Regions from separate parts of the Sus scrofa genome. Here region 1 is linked to region 2. Evidence: chromatin contacts called from public Hi-C data. All regions are on one chromosome and are shown on one strand. Each heading gives the region's core, a stretch centred on a gene start, on an enhancer-like site or on the middle of the called end of the contact. The rest is flanking DNA. Distances are from core to core; before and after follow the strand shown.

Evidence for each region. A called contact is a pair of places that touch in the nucleus more often than the background predicts.
Region 1: a Hi-C map of skeletal muscle shows a contact between it and region 2, with 3 times the contacts expected there. The contact joins the promoter of RRAGA here to the enhancer-like site in region 2. A contact is called at or near these places in 1 of 5 promoter capture datasets (liver) and 8 of 47 Hi-C or Micro-C datasets (alveolar macrophages, embryonic fibroblasts, fetal heart ventricle and 3 more).

The regions. Positions count from the first base shown.
Region 1 is chr1:203,772,872-203,778,154 of Sscrofa11.1, reverse strand. RRAGA (ras-related GTP-binding protein A) reads left to right here and starts at 3,575. Exons shown (of 1, transcript XM_005660087.3): 1 at 3,575-5,283. The coding sequence starts at 4,022. The coding sequence ends at 4,963.
Region 2 is chr1:203,389,950-203,395,010 of Sscrofa11.1, reverse strand. It overlaps ACER2 (alkaline ceramidase 2), which reads left to right. Exons shown (of 7, transcript XM_001926911.5): 5 at 2,236-2,373. Among named protein-coding and RNA genes, the nearest start is that of ACER2, 23 kb to the left of the region's middle. Within about 2 kb of position 1,655, at least 8 of the 83 cell types and tissues checked have an H3K27ac peak or open chromatin away from gene starts, as enhancers often do. A contact at or near this core is called in skeletal muscle, where this site is marked.

The sequences.
Region 1 (5,283 bases), core at 2,326-4,825, 380 kb before region 2:
AACTCCTAGAAGAAAAAATATAGGTGGGGGAGTTCCCTGGTAGCCTGGTGGTTAAGGATGGAGCACTGTCATGGCTATGGCTCAGGTCACTGCTTTGGCATGGGTTCAATTCCTGACCCAGAGAATCTCCACATGCCTTAGGCATGGCCAAACACACACACACACACACACACACACACACACACACACACACACTGAGATATCACCTTACAATGCCTATCATCAAAAAAAACCCAGAAATAACAAAAGTTGGTGGGGATGTGGAGAAAAAGGAACCCTTGTTCACTGTAGGTGGGAATGTAAACTGGCATAGCCACTATGGAGAACAGTATGGAGGTTCATCAAAAAATTGAAAACTGCCATATAATCCGGCAATCCTACTTCTATGTATATATTCAAAAGAAAGAAAAACCACTATCTCAAAAAGATACCTATCTGCACCTTCATGTTCATTGCAGGATGATTTACAACAGCCAACATATGGAATCAACCCAAATGTCCATTGATGGATGAACGGATAAAGAAAATATGACATCAGTATATCAATATATATCAGAGGAAATTCAGCCATAAAAATGAAGGAACAATGTTGTGAAACAACTATATTTCAATAAAATTATTTCTAAATAAAAGAAATCCTGCCATTTGCAATGACAGATGGACCCTGAAGGCATTATGTGAAATAAGTCAGAAAGAGAAAGACAAACCCTGTATGATCTCATCTATACATGGAATCTTAAAAAAAACAAAACCCCAAACTTGGAGTTCCCATTGTGGCTCAGTAAGCTGTGGTATAGATGGCAGACACTGCTCGGCTGGCAGCTACAGCTTCAACTCAACTCATAGCCTGGGAAGCTGCATATACCACAGATTCGGCCCTAAAAAGACAAAAAACAAAAAAAACAAAAATGAAAACCCAAACTCATAGATACGTATTGGTAGTTGCCAGAGGTGGGGTTTGGGGGTGAGAGGCAAAATGGGTGAAGGTAAGCAAAAGGTACAAACTTCCAGTCATAAGATAAATTCTAGGGATGTAATGTATAGCATGGTGAGTATGGTTAACAATGTTGTATATTTGTAATTAGCTAGGAGAGTAGATCTTAAAAGTTATTATCACAAGAAAAAGAATTATTAACTATGTGAGGGTATGAGTGTTAACTAAATTTATTATGGTAATAATTTGGCTATGTATACAAATATGAAATCGCTATGTGTACAACTAAAAGTAGTACAATATTATATGTCAAGTATATTTCAGTAACTGCTGGGGAAAAGGGGGGAAAAAACCACCATAATTCAATGTAAGTACTAGAAGAATTTAAATTAACTGAATGTTAAAAACCAAAAATGTATTTAAGGAATAGTAGGAATTCTTCTGTTGATATATTTTAGCTAAAATTTATTTCAATATCCACTTGTAGAATATGGTGTTAGAGAACATGCTTGTTGGCTCAGAAAACTCAAGATGTGTTAACTTTTAAACATAAAGTCACTCACACCAGTCAGAAGGGCCACAGATAACAAATGCTGGAGAGGGTGTGGAGAAAAGGGAACCTTCCTGCACTGTCGATGGGAATGTAAGCTGGTACAGCCACTATGGAGAACAGTATGGAGGTACCTTAGAAAACTATACATAGAACTATCATATGACTCAGCAACCCCACTCTTGGACATATACTCGGACAAAACTTCCCTTGAAAAAGACACTTGCACCCACATGTTCATTGCAGCACTATTCACAATAGCCAAGGCATGGAAACAACCTAAATGTCCATTGACAGAGGATTGGATTAAGAAGATGTGGTATATATACACAATGGAGTACTATTCAGACATTAAAAAAAAAGAAAAAAATAATGCTATTTGCAGCAACATGGATGGAACTAGAGACTCATACTGAGTGAAGTAAGTCAGAAAAAGAAAGACAAATACCATATGATATCACTTATATCTGGAATCTAATATATGGCACAAATGAATCTTTCCACAGAAAAGAAAACCATGGACAAGAAGAACAAACTTCTGGTTGCCAAGAGGGAGGGGGAGGGAGTGGGATGGACTGGGAATTTGGGTTTAATAGATGCAAACTACTGCCTTTGGAATGGATAAGCAATGGGATCCCGCTGTATAGCACTGGGAACTGTGTCTGGTCACTTGTAATGGAGCATGGTAATGTAAGAAAAAAGAATGTATACATGTATGTGTGACTGGGTCACCTTGCTATGCAGGAGAAAATTGACAGAACACTGTAAACCAGCTATAGTGGAAAAAAATAAAACTCTATAATGAGTTTTTATAATAAAAGATAAACATAAAATCAAAACTTTAACTTAAAAAAAGAAATGGTGGGCGTTCCATCATGTCTCAGCAGTAACAAACCCGACTAATATCCATGGGGATTCAGGTATGATCCCTGGCCTCACTCAGTGGGTTAAGGACCTGGTGTTGCTGTGAGCTGTGGTGTAGGTCGCAGATGTGGCTTGGATCTGGAGTTGCTGTGGTTGTGGTGCAGGCCGGCGGCTAGAGATTCCACCCCTGGCCTGAGAACTTCTCTATGTCCAGGGGTGCTGTCCTAGAGAGACAAAAAAAAAAAAGAACAAAATATTATTCACTTCAGAAAGGAGATCCTACTACTGGCAACAAAAAGGATAAAACCGGAAGTCATCAGACTGAGTGAAATAAGTCAGACATAAAAAGAAAAAACCTTACATTATATCATTTACATGTAGAATCTTAAAAAGTCAAAATTCATAGTAGCAGAGAGAAGGATGGTTGTTCCTAGGAAGAAGCAGAGGTAATGGGAAGGCATTGGTCAAAGGGTACAAAGTTGCAGTTATGTAGGATAAGTTTAGAGATCAAACCTACAGCACGATGACTATAGTCAAAACTACTGAATACTGGAGGTTTACTAAGGGAATAGATTTCAGGTGCTTTCACCATATACACGGACAAAAAACGTAACTATACAAGATATGCTAGCTTGACCTTAATCATTTTATTGTGTGTATCAAATTATGTTGTTCACCTTCAATATATACAATTTGTATTTTAAAAAATAAACTGCATTTCAGCATTTAATAGACCTGTATTAACCCCTATAAGCTTCGACTGACTTATTTGAAAATAGGATTATTTATTCACAGGGTTATTGTGAAAATTAAGTAATGTACGGGTTCCATATTATAGTTTCCTCGAGCTGAAATTCTGATCTAAATTCCAAAGTCTGAGATTACCGGGAAAGCAGGTGTAAGAAAGGAACTTGCTTCCAAATGGAAAAAGCACTAGCTGGGAGTCAGGATATCTCCCAGTAGGGATTTACGACCATTCAGCTGTGTAGCACTGAGCAATCACTTACTTTTGCACATCTCTATAGTTTTCATAAGTCCTGCCCCATTCAGTAAACCAGGGAATCTGGGGAGGTCTAACTGGGCTGACAAATTAAATCTTCCTTTGCTTCACCCGTCTGCGGCCCGCGCCTAAAACCACCTCAAACCACAGCGCGGTCTTAAGGAAGGTAGCGGTGTGTTGGGGGTTTCAGCCACGAGATGGCAGCATTGGTCCAACCGCCCACATACGTACACCTTGCAATCGTAACCTCAGTTTATTAGGAGAACAGAACGCCAGAGTCCTGGGTTCTCCCCCCATTTTCTCTTTCGGATGGGCCCTGCAGAGTGTCAGTAAAAGAGCAGTTTATCGAAGCTCGTTGGGCAGCGACGGCCGAGAGCGCGGGTTCTCGCGAGATCGCCCCCGGAAGTGGGTGGCAGCGGAGACGCAGAGACTCTCTCCGGAAGGCCAGCGTTTTTCCGGAGCTGCTGCAGCTGTCCGCCCCCCACCGGCGCTCTCCTCTGAGCAAGAACTCACTCGTGGCGGCCTTTCCAGCCCCGAGCTCGCACCTTCGGCTTCCCCGACTGCACAGCGGCGGGCCCAGTCAGCGAGCCCCCGCGACTCCGGCCCCTTCCCTCCCTCCGCGCTGCAGTTAGGCCGCGCCCTGAGGCCCAGTCCGCGGCAGCTCCGGCGGGTGATGCCAAATACAGCCATGAAGAAAAAGGTGCTGTTGATGGGGAAGAGCGGGTCGGGGAAGACCAGCATGAGGTCGATTATCTTTGCAAATTATATCGCTCGCGACACCCGGCGCCTCGGTGCCACCATTGATGTGGAGCACTCCCACGTACGATTTCTGGGCAACCTGGTGCTGAACCTGTGGGACTGTGGCGGTCAGGACACCTTCATGGAAAATTATTTCACCAGCCAGCGAGACAACATTTTCCGTAATGTCGAGGTCCTGATTTACGTGTTCGACGTGGAGAGCCGCGAACTGGAAAAGGACATGCATTATTACCAGTCCTGTCTGGAGGCCATCCTCCAGAACTCTCCTGATGCTAAAATCTTCTGCCTGGTGCACAAAATGGATCTGGTTCAGGAAGATCAGCGTGACCTGATTTTTAAAGAGCGAGAGGAAGACCTGAGGCGTTTGTCTCGCCCTCTCGAGTGCGCCTGTTTCCGAACATCCATCTGGGATGAAACGCTCTACAAAGCCTGGTCTAGCATCGTCTATCAGCTGATTCCCAATGTTCAGCAGCTGGAGATGAACCTCAGGAATTTTGCCCAAATTATTGAGGCCGATGAAGTTCTGCTGTTCGAGAGAGCAACCTTCTTGGTCATTTCCCATTACCAGTGCAAAGAGCAGCGCGATGTCCATCGGTTCGAGAAGATCAGCAATATTATTAAGCAGTTCAAGCTGAGCTGCAGTAAATTGGCCGCTTCCTTCCAGAGCATGGAGGTTAGGAATTCTAACTTCGCTGCTTTCATCGACATCTTCACATCAAACACCTACGTGATGGTGGTTATGTCTGATCCCTCGATCCCTTCTGCAGCTACACTGATCAACATTCGCAATGCCAGGAAACACTTTGAGAAGCTGGAGAGAGTGGACGGCCCCAAGCACAGCCTCCTTATGCGTTGAATACTGCCAAAATACGCTTTCTGAAAATGCTGAATTGCCTTTCTCCCCCCACCCCCACCCGCATCCTTTTCTTTTTAATATTCATAATGTTGTGTGCTTAAAAGTGGGCTTTGAAATGTGTGCTGCTTACTCCTTCCTTCTCTTTCTTCCCTGCTCCCCAATCTTTAAGCCTTGGACGCTATTTACTCAGCTATCCAGTAGAGCTTTCAAGATGGCCTTTCTGAAAAGTTGGTATGGTAAACAGTAAAGTAGGTGGTGTGTGTGTGTGCTCTGATTACCTGGTTATAAAGATATACACATCAAAGCCTTTACATTACCTT
Region 2 (5,061 bases), core at 406-2,905:
CAGGCTCATGGTCTATGCATTTGTTGATACTTGTTTTTGTCAGTTTTCATGTTACCTTGTAAAATGGCAGGGCCAGAGACCTGCTTATTTTGCCTTTCACTGTGCCTAGTATGGATTCTGAAAATTTGGTACCCAGTCAGTAATGGTTACTGTTTTTTTCTTTTAACGTTCTGCTCGGGTCACTAGTTTGCAATTAAAATCATCCTTTCTTTCCTTATTTCTTATTTTGTCTATTCTTTCAGCAAGTTTTTTTTTTTTTTTTTTTTAAATAGTGCCCATTTCTGGACCAGGCACTGTTGTTAGACACTAGATATACATTGGTAAAAGAGTAGGTATAGTCCCTGCTCCCGTGGGTCTCACAGTTTAGTTGGATACTAGATACTGAACAAATAATTACACAGACAGATGCACAATTAGTTTGTGATGAGCATTTTGAAGGAAAATAGCAGGGCACCAGGAGGGAATGATGGGAGGTTAGATGGTGCTGGGGGCTGTCTTAGAAAATCTGCTGTAGAAAATGCCCCCAGACCCACAGAGGCAGAGAAAGATGGGTGGAGTGAGGAGACAGGGCTCTGGGAGAGGGGAATAGGGTCCGAAGGTGAGCCATTCAGAGTAAAGCAATGCTGAAGACAGAGGGGAAAGTGGAAATTGTTCATCTTTTTGTTTTCTTCTCTAAACTGGAAAGTAGTCACTATATATATTCTGGGTCTCTATTATTTCTTTCAAAAAATATTCAGGGGTGCATTTAGCCCTTCCCTTCACAGGGTCTTTCAGTTTCTTTTCTGAGGTCTTTTTGAGCCTGCTGTCCATCCTGTTTTCATCAATGCTTTTGCTGATGTTTCTGTCAGGCAGCTAGGAAAGGTACCAGCAAGTCAGACATTTGGCACCGTTTATCTCTTCAACACATATGACTAAACATGACCCTTCTTGGGAGCAGATGTTATGTTGGCCACTGACTGAGAGTGAGCAGGCTTGACTGATGAGGGGTGGTAAAGACACCCCAAGGGAGGCTTTAGAAGGACCCTCAGACACCAACTGCCTCTGGGCATTTCCTCCTAGGAATAGAAGTCACGCACTTTGTGAGCAGTTTGGTAATGAGAGAGAAAACGGCAGTTGAAATTTCCTTTGAGCTGTTGGGCTTTGTTCCAGAAAACATTTTGTCCCAGTGTAAGAGCTCATGCCGTCACTCAGGAATATTCTGTTATCCTGGCACCATTCCAGGGACTGGAGATGCAGCAGGGAGCAGCTTCTCTGCTGGTGGGGAAGACAGGCCATGAATATATAAGTAAAACATGGAGGATGGTGGAGGGGCTGTAATTGCTACAGAGAAAACTAGAGAAGGGAAGAAGGTGACAAAGAGGGTTTCTTAGCGGGTGTGGACACGTGCTGTGATTGTTAGAAACAATGGTCAGCAAAGGGCTCACTGAGTAACATTTGAGCCAAGACTTGGAGGAGGGAAGCCACGTGGACATGTGGGAACAGCATTCCAGGTGGCAGGAACAGCAAATGCTAGGGCCTGGAGGAATGTACTGGGGGGTTTTGAGGAATGGCTAAGTTCCCAGCGAGGTGTGGGGTGCTTTGATGTATAGGGGCAGTGAGGGCCAGAGTATGGAGGAGTGGGGTGGAGGGCAGAGGAGAAGCCAGCACGTTAGGGCCTTGTGGCGGCTGTGAGCACTTTGGCTTTCCCTCTGGGACATGGGAAGTTGTGGGAGGCTTTGGGGCAGTGTTGAGAGGTGACCGGGGCAGGGCCAGACAGGCAGGCAGGAGATGATGCTGGCTTGGACAGGTGGAGGTGATGGGAAGAGGTTGGATTTTGGAGATATATTGAAGAATTGATGGGTTGGATGTGAGGTACATGAGTCCAGGATTCTTAGCCTGAGCGCCTAAAAGTATGAGGTGGCCTCTTCCTATGAGGGCTGGGGAAGAACAGGTTCTGGGCAGAAGGAAGGGTTAGGAGTTCAATGTGGGCAAGTTTGGATCAACATTGGACATCAGGTGGACGAGTCAAGATGTGACAAGGGCTGTGTTAGTCTGGAGGTGGGGAGAGCCTAGGTGAGGAGTGTGGCTTTGTGAGCCACTGCGATACACACGGTATTCACATCCACGAGCTTGTGTGTTGGGGTGGGAACAGCCAGTGCCAGGGGCTGGGGAGGTGGGAAGAAGCAGAGAGGATGCGGCCAGTGAGGTCAGAGGAAACCAGAACTGATGGGGGCTGTTCTCTGCCTCCCCCGGCAGGTGCGACAACGTGCGTGTTTTTAAGCTGGGCCTCTTCTCGGGCCTCTGGTGGACCCTGGCCCTCTTCTGCTGGATCAGTGACCGGGCCTTCTGTGAGCTGCTATCTGCCTTCCACTTCCCCTACCTGCACTGCGTGTGGTGAGCCACGCTTCCAGAGGGGGGCGGGTGGCGAGGCAGGGTCTACACTTGCTATCAGCTTCATTCTCCCTGAAGGGCGCACAGGTGTGCACAGGGAACAGAGCAGAGCCTGGGTGCCGCCCCCACCCTCCATAGATAGATGGTCAGGCATTTCAGAAGCAACACCAAGTTTGGAGTGGAAGCGACTCCAGGGAGTGGGCTTAGCCAGAACAAAAAAGACCTCATTGTCTATGCTTCACGCCTGCCTTCTCTTACCTCTAGCTCCATTATTAAGGCAGAGAGGAGCTTGAAAATCAAATCCATAACCTGAGCTCTAGCCAGGTCTCCAGGGTTGGGGAAGGTGGAGAAAGCCTGGGACAGATGTTACATGGGGACAGGGAAGTCCTGCATAGGAACCAAGGGTGCCTTTTGGGCCCAAGCAGGTGAAGGCGTGGGTCTCACAGCAGGTCACCTGGGTACCGTCTCACTCATTCAATTGACAAGTGAAGAGAGAAGCCCAGACAAGTGACCTGTTCAGAATCGCCCATCTGGTTATAGAAAACCGGCCTGGAGCTCAGTAATAGGAACTGGAGCATCAGTAGTTTAGAAGGTCAGGATACACACTGTTAAGAAGAAGGTTACATGCAGAATCCTCACGTCAGAGAACCAAATTGATTGGTTTTTTCCTGGAAACTGCTTCGGCTCCAAACCCAGAGTCGTCTCTCCCTGCCCTCTAGGACTTCTGATTGCAACAGATAGCAAGGAACCAGAGACATCTGTCTTTGGATATCCCCTGTAAATTGAGGGCTCCCAGGGAGGAATTCTAGTGGTAAAGAGTTGGAAAAACTGTTCGGTCCAGATTCAGAAGAAGCTTGACTTCTATCAGGAGATGCCTAAAACTATTTGGTTTGAAAGAATTTGCTTCAATTTCCCTGGATGTTTGAACTTATGTATTATCTACCCTAAGGTCCAAGCTGCTCTCCCTTTAAGAATAGATTTTCCGAGTTGTTTGCAGAAGGCAAGAGAAAGTGAAACAGTATGCATGGGGGACTCCAGTCTTAGGTTCAACCTTGACTCACTTTAGTGAATTTATACTCACTTTATACATTTGGGTTATAATTTACAGACAATAAAATGCGCGGATTTTAAGCCTATACTTTGACAATTTTTTTTTTTAAATCTTTTTGTCTTTTCAGAGTTGCACCCGTGGCATATGGAGGTTCCTAGGCTAGGGGTCCAATTGGAGCTGTAGCCTCTGGCCTACACCAGAGCCACTGCAACACGGGATCTGAGCCGCATCTGCTTCCTAAATCACAGCTCACAGATCCTTACCCACTGAGTGAGGCCAGCTATTGAACCTGCCATCTCACGGTTCCTAGTTGGATTCATTTCTGCTGTGGCACAATGGGAACTCCTTTTGACAAGTTTTGATAAATATATCCACCTGTGTAAATAGGACCTTGTTCAAGATATGGTATGTTTTAAATTGATCCAAGATTCCTGATCACACAGGAACTTAAGTAAAATTCAAAGAGTAGACTTGGTTTAAACTTGTTTTTAAATTTGATATACATTCTGAGGGTTTTTTTTCCTTAAAATTGAACACTTTATGTCCCAGTTATAAAGAGAATTTTTTTTTTTTTTTTGCTTTTTAGGGCTGCACACACAGCATATGGAGGTTCCCAGGCTAGGGGTCAAATCAGAGCTACAGCTGCTGGCTTACACCACAGCCACAACAATGCAGGGTCTGAGCCTCGTCTGTGACCTACACCACAGCTCACGGCAATGCCAGATCCTTAACCCACTATTGGAGGCAGGGATAGAACCAAACCTCATGGTTCCTAGTCAGATTCGTTTCCTCTGCGCCATAAGTGACATATTTATTAGAACAATTTAAAAGGGAAGTATAGGAGGGGTCTAATAATTCTGTTGAAAGAGAAAGAACAATTACAGCTTTTATTCCTTCCAGATGTTTATATGCATAGTTCCTAATTCTACTTTTTTATAAAATAGAATAAATTTAAAGGATGCAGTCCTTTTGTTTTTTAACTAAATACTTGATCACGGAAGCTTCCTACCAATGCATATATATTCTCTTCAATTTTGTGTTCATTGTAATACTTTAATATGGATGTTTATATTCCTTAACCAACCTTTATTAATGGATTTTTAGGTTATTTTCTAACTTTCATTTTCAGCATTGCATGAACTCTTATTTGTTCAATACCTGCATATTTCCTTAAATTGAAAAATGTTGACAAAACCAAGATATCATTGAACACTTTTTACCAAAAATCTATTAAGATGTGCTTTTACCTATACCTTTACGTATACTGGATATCAGTAACTTAAAAAAAAACTTTGCTAATCTGGTTGAAAAGATTTTATTTTTATTTGTGTCTTTTTTAAGAAATAATTTTGTTGGGCATCTTTTCAAATGTAAATATACTGGTGTATGTCCTTTTGAAATGTACATTTTACGTTTCTTATCATACCCGTGGAATGTTTCGTTTTTTAAACTTTATATCTAGTACCTAGTGCCTGACACATAGTAGAAAATCATTACTGTCATACACCTTGTGCCATTTTTTGTGCACATTGCAACATTTTCAAATACAGAGCATAAACATGGAGTCCCCAGGTATGCAGCCCTGAGCTTCAGTATGATCTCCCTGAGGCCAACCTTGTTCTTGGCACCCTCACTCACTA